2 separate regions of the Sus scrofa genome follow, and region 2 is linked to region 1. Evidence: chromatin contacts called from public Hi-C data. All regions are on one chromosome and are shown on one strand. Each heading gives the region's core, a stretch centred on a gene start, on an enhancer-like site or on the middle of the called end of the contact. The rest is flanking DNA. Distances are from core to core; before and after follow the strand shown.

Evidence for each region. A called contact is a pair of places that touch in the nucleus more often than the background predicts.
Region 2: a Hi-C map of liver shows a contact between it and region 1, with 3 times the contacts expected there. The contact joins the promoter of C17H20orf196 here to the promoter of CDS2 in region 1. A contact is called at or near these places in 1 of 5 promoter capture datasets (liver), 3 of 47 Hi-C or Micro-C datasets (heart right ventricle, liver and subcutaneous adipose tissue) and 1 of 2 datasets of contacts at active chromatin or transcription factors (alveolar macrophages).

The regions. Positions count from the first base shown.
Region 1 is chr17:14,149,180-14,154,593 of Sscrofa11.1, forward strand. CDS2 (CDP-diacylglycerol synthase 2) reads left to right here and starts at 2,631. Exons shown (of 13, transcript NM_001166673.1): 1 at 2,631-2,687. The coding sequence starts at 2,631.
Region 2 is chr17:14,608,305-14,613,718 of Sscrofa11.1, forward strand. It overlaps C17H20orf196, which reads left to right and starts at 2,419. Exons shown (of 3, transcript XM_021078198.1): 1 at 2,419-2,534. The coding sequence starts at 2,490.

The DNA.
Region 1 (5,414 bases), core at 1,381-3,880:
TGCACATGACTATCCTGGGGAGCTTAAACCAAAACAAAAAAACCTGTTTCCTCTAATGGCCATCTTTAGAGGTTCTTATTTAGTTGGTCTAGGATGGGTCCTCCATTGGAAGTTTTAGAAGCTTCCCAGTGAATTCTAATAAATAGTCAGGACAGAAAAGCACTGTTTTGGCATGTGTGATCAATTGATGAATATTTTTTCTTAAAGCCACCTGCGCCTCCATGTAGATTATTAGTTTGAAAAAGTAAGCCCTGTGGTTTGCCAGAGAAAAGACTGAAATTTTAGTTTAGATGGTCTGTGTGTATAACAGGTCTACAAGTGTGTGGGAGTGCAGGTTTTGCAATTTATTTTTTCTTTTTTGGTCACACCTGCAGCATGTGAAATTTCTTGTGTTAGGGATTGAATCTGAGCAGTACCTGTAACCCACGCAGCTGTGGCAACTCGAGATCAGGCTGGAGATAGAACTCGCTGTTGCAGAGACAACACTGGATCCTTAACACCACTGCATCACTGTGGGAACTCCTACATTTTTTAAACTTTAAGAAATGAGACAATTCTGCATAGCCCATTCTCAATTCCATTTTGCATGTCATCTCATTAAACTGAATTAGAAGTTTTAGCTATCTGAGAACACTTAGACTAAGCACTAGAAAGGCAATATGTAGGATGAGAAAAAGCAGATCAAGAAAATTTTAAAAAGAATGTATTGTTCCAAGAATTCTTCCCCTCTAAGAGAGGAAAAACACTATTCAGGGAACCAAAGAAATTTCTGGTCACTTGTACCAATGCAGTTTTCAAATAAAGAAGAAGGTGGGAGGTTTTTAAATTATTATTATAGAATGATAATAATTACGGCAATATTTGCCCACATGCTGAGCTTGCAGTCAGCCTGCACGCTCCAGGGACTAAAATTCTTATGTCTATTACCTGCACTAATTTAAAAATAGTGGAAGGAATGCAAGGAAAGCACCATATACAAGACATGTCACAAGCCTGGGAGAAATGACCCTAGAGGGAAGAGCTATTATGAGGAATAGAAGACAAAAATCAGGGGTAGAGGAGGAGGTGTAAGATAATGTAAAAGAACAAAATCCTCTTTCTGGCTGGAGGCATGTGTGGGGGATATTTTACTTTTAATTTCTGTCTGTATTTGAGGGAGAGGCTCTAAAGCTTTTACTTCCAGAAGTCTGAACACCTGATCCCTGTTTACTACAGTAGTGACTTCAGAATTGTACCTGGCCTGAGCTCCATTAGCTCGTGAGGGCTGAGTGCAATGGATAAAAGGTTTGGGCCAAACTGTAGGGAGTTATAAACCCTGGTAGTTAAACTGTGCTTTCTGAATATACTTTCATAGAAGACAAGAAAATACAATGCCCTTGTCAGAATTCTCACTAATTTCCCAAACCCCACGGCGCACGTCAAAATTGTCAATACAAAATTGCAGCTCCCGTGTGTGCATATTTCTCTCTTCAACAACAATATGCTTAAGGGAAGAGACCCCATTTTAAAGTTGTTTTATATCATTTACAAGGCAGTAAACAGAAACCGCTGAAGGCAATGCTTGAGTAACAGATATTAACAATGAATTTAGGAAGGGCAGGAATCAGTACAGTGGTTAGAGTAGGCGCAAACAAATCTGTGTTCTGATTCTCAGTGGACACTTTTTAGCCATGAGACCTTGGCTAAATCATTTTCCTTTAGGAGAAACTTTAAATCTATTGAACAGGTATGTCAGGTACATAGGGGATCAGGATGTGAACAAAGTAGTCAGTATTCCTGTCCAAAAAAGGTCTTTCAATAGTACAGATGACAGAAAAGAAATCTGAATAATTGTGAAGTCTTATCTATAAAATGGAAATCATATCCACTTCCAAGTGTTGTGCAGATTAAATGGGATAAATTAAAAAGATCACATAGTATAATGCCCAGCATATAATTAACGCTCAGTAAGTGGTAGAAGATAATTTGGCAAGGCGAGGCAGGTTAAAGTTTGGCTTGAGCTCCTTCTCTAACACAGGTGGATTTCCCAGGCTTTTCCCCTCAGGTCCTAACTACTTAACTGTGCAAGGGAAGAGCCCCGGCTACAGAGGACAGGGAGCCGAGGTGAGCAAGCACAAGACAGGCTGGAGCCTGGGAGCTGCCACCCACGGCCCCTAGCTATCTGTTACCTCTAGGACCTAGGGTACCAGCTCTTGAGCTCCCATTGGCTAGTCTCTCTCGGACGCGCACGCCTTTCCACGCCCCGTCATGTTGCTATCCAGGGCACGCCCCCTCCATCCCGCTCTGCTTGCCCCGCCCCCAGCGCCCCTCCTCTCTGACGGGTTCGCGCCATTGGTGGATCTCTGTGGCCATGATGGCGGCGGTGCGCCTGCGCGCTGGTTCCGGGGCCCTCCCGAGAGAAGGAGCTAGCGGGCCAGGGCTGAGGAGGCTGATTGCGCTCAGCCCGGGTGAAAGGGCGGCTGCAGCACCGGGCGGGGCCGAGTTCCAGGACTGCAGGCCGGGCTGCCGTGGGGCCTGGGAGCCGCTGCGGAGCCGCGCGCTGCTCAGCCGAGGCGGGGCTGGAGCGCTGAGCTGCCGGCCCCAGCGGCTGCGGTACTCGCTCGCGGCGACCTAGCACCGGTGTCTCCAGCATGACGGAACTAAGGCAGAGGGTGGTCCACGACCCGGACGCACCGCCCGAGGACAAGGTAGCGGCAGCTTGGGCATCGGGTGGGCGCGGCTGGGCAGCGGCGTCCCCCGGAGGTCCGTGAGGGGAGCGCGCAGAGGGGTCATCTCTCCATCTGACTCTTTGGAGCGGCCGCCGGCGCCCCCTGGCCTGGTCGGCGCGGAGGGTCCTCGGTTGCGGAGCCCCGCTGTGCGCGCGCCAGGGTTCAGCAGGTCGGGGTCCCGGGGACCTGGCTCTGGAGTCCGGTTGGGGGTAGTATCTCTGGGGCGCGGGAAGGAGCGCGCGAGGGGTTGCGCACGTCCACCTGCCTCCCAGGGCTGGTGAGGGTACCCCACCAGCCCTCCACCTCCCCAAGGCCTTCCTGGGTGTGAAGACGTGGAGACCCCGCAAAGACTCCTCTGAGCGTGACCTCTGCTCTCCATTAAAATGTTTCTTGGATGTGGGGGGGGGTGTATCAAGACAAGGCCATGGGATTTGCTTGTTCGGAAGTTTGGATCCCTTCTGTTAGCTTTAGGTTAAATCTCTTGATTTTAAGCAGAGACGTTTCTTTAACTCGTGTGTATTTTCCCAATAGAAGGCTTGTATCTTGCTTCAAATGTGGGCGTTGATGGGGTAGAAGAGGAGGGTAGAAAAGAGGCCATCTTGGCAGGGACATAGCTGGGTGAGGGATGAGGGGCTAGACTCCTTTGATTGAAGTAAAAGGTAGGGGACTTGAGAAAGGTGAGTGGTTGTTACTTTGGACGTTGAATGACAGTATAAACTTCGTGGTAGTATTTCCAGCCTGGAGTTAGCAGTGATCAGGAGCAGTGCTTTTGGTAAATTGATCTGACAGTGATGTGTAGAGTGGACTGAGGGAGCGTGGACCAGAATGAGAGAGACTGGTTAACTCACAGGTTGCCAACTGGTGACCTACAGATGTTTTCTTTGGTCCCTATGTTGCATTAAACACCAGAGCGTTTCTCCCAACAATCCGAATTTATTCCTTGTCTTGGATAATTGGAAGATCTGCCATCACATTTCCACCTGAATTATTTGGCTGGGACAGCTGTTCCCACCCATCCTTGTTGCCCTACACCCGGCGTATAGTACCATTCCTGAGCTTTTTGTTTTTGATAACTGGAGGAAAGGAACACTAGGGAGATGGCAGGAAGGAAGAAAAGCACAAGATTTAGTGTCGGGGTGTCAAGAGAGCAATTACACTGGAAGGACTGTTTTGGGTGAAAGAAAAGGGATTTTAAACAGTTTTGTTTAAAACTCTCCATAATGATTTTTAGAATATGTTTTGGAGAAAATTTAGGGCTTGGGTGCAAGTTTAGGAGTCACTTAACGAATCCGACTAGGAACCATGAGGTTGCGGGTTCGGTCCCTGCCCTTCCTCAGTGGGTTAACGATCCGGCGTTGCCGTGAGCTGTGGTGTAGGTTGCAGACGCGGCTCGGATCCTGTGTTGCTGTGGCTCTGGCGTAGGCCGGTGGCTACAGCTCCGATTCGACCCCTAGCCTGGGAACCTCCATATGCCGCGGGAGCGGCCCAAGAAATAGCAAAAAGACCAAAAAAAAAAAAAAAAAAAAAGGAGTCACTTACAGAGACAATGTACTTGAAAGTCTCTAATATTCCTATTAAATGTCCTTGTTTGGCCTGGAAGAGCTCTGTCCCTAGCCTGTATATGCCTGTTGGGGGGTTTCCAGATATTCTGGAGACTGTGTAGCCCTGTTTAAGAGCTTACATGAATAACTGAATCACTTTGCTGTAGAGCAGAAATTATCACAACATTGTAAATCAACTGTACTTCAATAAAACTTTAAAAAGTGAAAAAGCAAGAACTTTTCAGAGAGATCAGACTTGATGTTGACTGAGACTTCATGGTTTTTAGAAGGTATGAGAAGAGGGAGAAAAAAGAAAGCATGGTTAACTAGTGGGCCATATTTTTGAAAAGCTATTTGTAAAAATTAGACATACTTCATGGTAAAAACAAGCAAACCTACACACCCAAAACTCATGAGGTTATGAGGTGAAACATAAATTTTCTACCCTCCCCACCCAACTACTTGGATCCATCTCCCGAAGACAAAACTGCCAATTCATCCTTAAATACTTCCCTGTTCCTTGTTTTAGGTAGGGAGGGTAAGAGGAGCTATCCAACTAAAGGTACCTTATTATTTATTTATTTATTTACAACTGTGCTTACACTGTTTATGTGATGACAGAATGCCTGGGGCTCTGAGGTGCACTAAGTGCTTGTTGTTCCCTAAACACAGTAGCTACTGCATTCTGTTAAAAGCCTGATGTAGTCCATTAGCCCAGAACAAGGCAGTTGGCCTCTCACTGACTATTTCTGAATTATCACGCATGGGATTTTTAATAATAAAGATACATTTTAAGAACTGCAGAATGTTTTATTTGTCTTTGATGAATGTGTTTAAAGTTTTAAAATTAGGCTTTTCTACAGTATGAAAAACTTCCTGTCAGAAATCTTTGCTGGTATTCTTGGGTTACGATTTAAGAAAATTAGAAATAATAAAATGGATATCTTTTAGGGAAATACATGGTGAAATGGGAACTTTCTTATTTCATAATAGAAGAATTCAGAAAACAATGTCAGATCAATTCATTAAAAGAACTGGAACAAATTTGAAAGATTTAAAAAAAAAGTTACAGTTGCTTAACTTGTTGCAAAATGTCCTGTAAATAAACAGACAATGGTTAGTTTCAAAGTAATCTGGGGAATGTGTTTATTGTAAAAGTCAGAAG
Region 2 (5,414 bases), core at 1,169-3,668, 460 kb after region 1:
GCCCTTGAACAAGATTCAGTAATTAATGATCTTAAGGGAACAAAAGAGGACAGGAATTATCAGGCAAGAGAAGTAACAATAACAAAGACAATAAATCTGTTGTAAAGGAGTTCCCGTCGTGGCGCAGTGGTTAACGAATCCGACTAGGAAACATGAGGTTGCGGGTTCAGTCCCTGGCCTTGCTCAGTGGGTTAAAGGATCCGGTGTTGCCGTGAGCTGTGGTGTAGGTCGCAGACGCGGCTTGGATCCTGTGTGGCTGTGGCTGTGGCGTAGGCTGGTGGCTACAGCTCCGGTTAGACCCCTAGCCTGGGAAACTCCATATGCTGCAGGAGCGGCCCAAGAAATGACAAAAAGACAAAAAAAAAAAAAAAAAAAAAAAAAAAAAATCTGTTGTGAAGACTTCTGGTTTTGTTCCAATTTTAAAGATTACCATGAAACACTTTCTTGAGCTGTTCTGCAGAATTTAACCCCTCATGGTGCATTCAACCCGCTAGAATTTAAGGGATGATGTATTAATCTTTGCTGACACTTGTAACTTCAATCAACTAAAGTTTGGACTCTGTTGACCTTTGCCCCAATTTTACGTGGAATCCTCTGCTCAAGCCCCTTCATGAATATGCATACACTGCTCAAGTCCCTTCATGAATAAGCACGTACCTTAGCTTAAAGATCCCCCAGTTTTGCAGGTCAAAGAGACACTGCTTTGGGAAAGATTCTGGTGTTCTCCTTACTTGCTGCAAATAATAAACCCTTCTTTCTTTCAATCTTTGGCTTGTATTATGGTTTGACACCCACTAAGAGGTGAACCCATTTTTCAGGTAACAGGACAGGGTGATTGGGAGGAGGGAGAGGGTGAGTTAAATGCACTGGAGGGTGTGTTAACTTGGACCTCAGGAGGAGCCTAGGCTTAGAGGTTTGGGAATCATCTGCGTAGAAGGGACAAGAAAAGAAGACGGAAGAACCCTGACAGAGGCCCACATTGAAGAGAAAGAAGAGCTTATAAAGGAGCTTGTAGATGAATTTTTGAGAGGAAAGAGAAAAATTAGAAGAAAGCGGTATCAGAGAAGCTCAGGGACAAGGGCTTTACAGAAGGAGGGAGTGATCAGCAATGTTCAGTGCCGTTGAGAACCAGGTGTATCCTCAGACAAACTCAAATTGAGGGACATTCTACTCATTACTGAACTGTACTCTTCAAAATGTCAGTGCCAAGAAATACAAAGAAAAATGGAGAAACAGAGACTAAGCAAGACTAAAGAGACAGGAAAACTGAGAATGCAGTGAATGATCGGAATTTTCTTTTGTTATTTTAAAGTCATTTTATTTTATTTTATTTTATTTTTTGTCTTTTTGTCTTTTTTAGGGCCACACCTGTGGCATATGGAGGTTCCCAGGCTAGGGGTCTAATTAGAGCTGTAGCCCCCAGCCTATGCCAGAACCACAGCAATGCCAGATCTGAGCCACGTGTCTGTGACCTACACCACAGCTCATGGCAACGCCAGATCCTCAGGGATCAGACCTGCAACCTCATGGTTCCTAGTCAGATTTGTTTCCACTGCACCAGGACGGGCTCTCCTAAAGTCATTCTAAATTGTTGTATAATCAGATAATTAATTTCATTCAATAACATTTGAGTTTATCATTTCTATTTTTTGTTGGGGGGGCATGCAGAAATTCCTGGGCCAGGGATTGAACCTGAGCCACAGCAATAACCTGAGCCACAGCAGTGACAATGGCTGATTCTTAATCTTTAGGCCACCAGGGAACTCCCTGGAAGAGTTTTTAATGAGATATATTACATAGAAAAAAGTGAAAATCAAAATTATACACTGATTATCAAAGCACAAAGCTGGAAGCAAAAGCTGAATTTATATTTACTGTGTTAGGTTTGTCTGAATGTGAAGGAACGTTTTACTTCTAATTGTATCTTTAAATTTGACTTCAAAACGTCACTATATCAGCCAGACTGTAGTATCTGGCAGGTAGTTCGCCGAACTTCAGCTAGTGTTATTTAAAATCTTCATCCTGAGCATAAGATTCCTAACTTATGGGGTTCTATACTAGTGTAGGCATCTATAGGAGGCTGTAGGTGTACAGTGCTTTTTCAAGAATATGATGAGATGGAAATAGTAACCCTCATTCGCTTATCTGTGGTCCTGACATTTTGGCGGTGTGCAGCAGTACCCGCCTGCAACATATTGAAATATTAACATTATCTTTTTAAATCTCTCTACTTTTCATGTTTTTCAAAGTGTAGATATTGAAGTTTTCAAAAATTTAAAATATTTTTCTTGTTCCCTTTAGCGTCTACCAAGCACACTCATCAATAAAACCTCTAGAAACTGCCGAAACTAGCCCTACGTGGAACGCATCATTGGCTATACCCATGCCCTCAGTCAAGATGGCCGCAACTCCCTCCCCTTGGTCTTTCCTGCCCTTAGCAAAGATGGTTCCAGCGACTTCCTTTCAACCTCGCTTTTCCCGTAATAAACATGGGGCCTCCGCTTCCGGTTGGAAGCCGCTGCTGTTTCGGGGTGGTGAGTGTCAGTGGGCCCTGGCGATTTTTCTAGGTCAGTTTTCGTTGCAGACGCTCGAGTGCCTTGAATTGGGGGAAAGGTAGGACTCTCCACGAGACTTCAGCCGTTCTTTCCAAACTGGGAAGTTATGGCTGCTTTCCTTGGCACATTCCCAAACTCCTCCCCTCCCATTACATGGGGCGTCTCAGCCACAGCTTTGGGGAAGTCCCAGAATTTGCGGGCCGTGTCTAGATGAGCTTTGGTTCTTCTTTTTAAAAAACAAACTTATTGAGATATAATTCACATATTATAATACAATTTGCATAAAGTATAAAAATTGGAAGTTCCTTGTGGCACAGCGGGTTACGGATCTGTCATTCTGCTCCTGTGTCGAAGGTCCCTATTGCAGTATGGGTTTGATCCCTGGCCTGGAACTTCCACTTGCTGTAGGTGTCAATTCAGTGGGTTTTCGTATATCCTCAGAATTGTGTTTCCATAACCAAAATCTAATTTTAGAATATTTCCATCAGCTCCAGGTGATGAAAACCCTGTACTCATTAGCAGTCACCCCCCCCCCCAACGAGGACCTCCCCAGTCCTAGGCAATTATTAGTCTACTTTTTGTCTCTATAGATTTGTCAGTTTGCGTATTTGATGTAAATGGAATCCTACAATAAGTGGTCTTTCTTGACTAAATTCTTTCACTAAGTAAAATGTTTTAAAAAGTTCTTGTGGCATGTATTGGAACTTAGTTCCTTTATTGCTGAAAAATATTCCTGGTTTTCATATACTACATTTTATTCAGCCATTCATCAGTTCATGGACATTTGGATTGTTTCCACTTTTTGGCTGCTGTGAACATTTGTATAAAGTTTGTGTGGACACATGTTTTTATTTCTCTTGAGCATGTACATATATCTACGAGAGGAGTTGCCAGATCCAGCTGTAACGCTGACCATTTGAGGAATTGCTAAACTGTTTTCCAAAGTACTTGAGCCATTTTACCTGTTTGCATATGGATATCCAGTTGTCTCAGCATTGAAAAGACCATTCTTACCGTGTGAAATTATCTCAGCACCTTGGGGAAAATAAATTGGCCATAAATGTAAGCTTTTACTTTTGGACTCTCAGTTTTATTCCATTAATCTATATGTCTATCCTTATTACAGTTCTACACAGCCATGATTCCTGAAGCTTGTGATTGGTTTTGAAATTAGAAAGAATGAGTACTCCAACTTTGTTCTTCTTTTTTAAGATTGTTTTGTCTGTGTGGATCCCTTGCATTTCCATACGAGTTTTTTAAGCAGTTTTGTCAGTATCTGCAATTTTAAAAAAAAGCCAACTTAGATTTTGACAAGAATTTCATTTGCCTGTACATCGATTTGGGCAATATTACCATTTAAAATAGTAAGTCTTCCAACCTATGGACTGAGGGAAAATATTTGCAAATGATATGACTGATAAGGGCTTAATTTCCAAAATTTATCAACAGCTCATATAAGTCAATAGCAAAAAAGAAAACAACCCAATAAAAAAAATGGACAGAAGACTTAAATAGATATTTCTCCAAAGAAGACTTACGGATAGCTAATAGGCACATGAAAAGATGTTTGTCATTGGTAATTGTTAGAGAAATGCAAATCACAACTTCAGTGAGGTACCACCTCACACCGGTCAGAATGGCCGTGGTTGGAAAGTCTGCAAATAAATGCTGGAGAGGGTGTGGAGAAAAGGGAATTCTACTACAGTGTTGGTGGGAATGTAAATGGTGGCAGCCACTATGAAAAACAGTATGAGGTTCCTTAAGAAACTAAAAATAGAGTAGCCATATGATCCAGCAGTCCCACTCCTGGGCATATATCCAGACAAACCATAATTCAAAAAGATAAATGCACCCTTATGTTAACAGCAGCACTATTTAAAATAGTCAAGACATGGAAACAATCTAAATGTCCATCAACACATGAATGGATTAGGAAGATGTGATGTATACCATGAATTATTACTCAGCTGTGAAAAATAACGACGTAATATGCCATTTGCAGCAACATAGATGGACATAGAGATCATCATATTAACCAGAGTAAGTCAAAGACAAATATCATATATCGCTTATATGTGAAATCCAAAATAACACACAAATGAATATGTCTGTGAAATAGAAACAGATTCGCAGATAGAGAGAATAGACTTGTGGTTGCCAAGGGGATGGGGTGGGGCAAGAAAGGATTGGGAGTTGGGAATTAGCAGATGCAAACTATTGCATATAGGATGGATAAAAAGCCAAGGTCCTACTGTATAGCACAGGGAGTTATCTTCAATATCTTGTGATAAACCATAATAAAAAGTGTGTGTGTGTATATATTCAGTTATATATATAAACTGAATTACTTTGCTATACAGAAGAAATTAACACATTATAAATCAACTCTACCTCAATAAAATTTAAAAATAAATGAGATAGTAAGTCTTCCATTCCGTGAATATAGAGTGTCTTTCCACTCATTTAGATCTTTAGTTTCTTTAAACATTTTTAGATAGTTTTCAGTGTACATGCCCTACACATTTTTTATTAAATGTATATACTTAAGTATTCTTTTTGATACTATTATAAATGAAATTAATGTTATTCTTAATTTCATGATCAGATTACTACTAGTATATATAAATGCAAATGATTTTTCTGTGTTGATATTATATCCTGCAACCTTGTCAACTTTTTAAATTTTTCTAATAGTTTTTTAAGTGGACTTTTTGGGACTTCCTATATATAACATCATGTCTTCTGCTAATATAAATAGTTTTACTTATCTCTTTGCAATCTGGAAGGCTTTTATTTCATTTCTCGTCTATTCGTGCAGTTGAAACCTCCAGTAAAATGCTGAATAAAAGCGATGAGAGT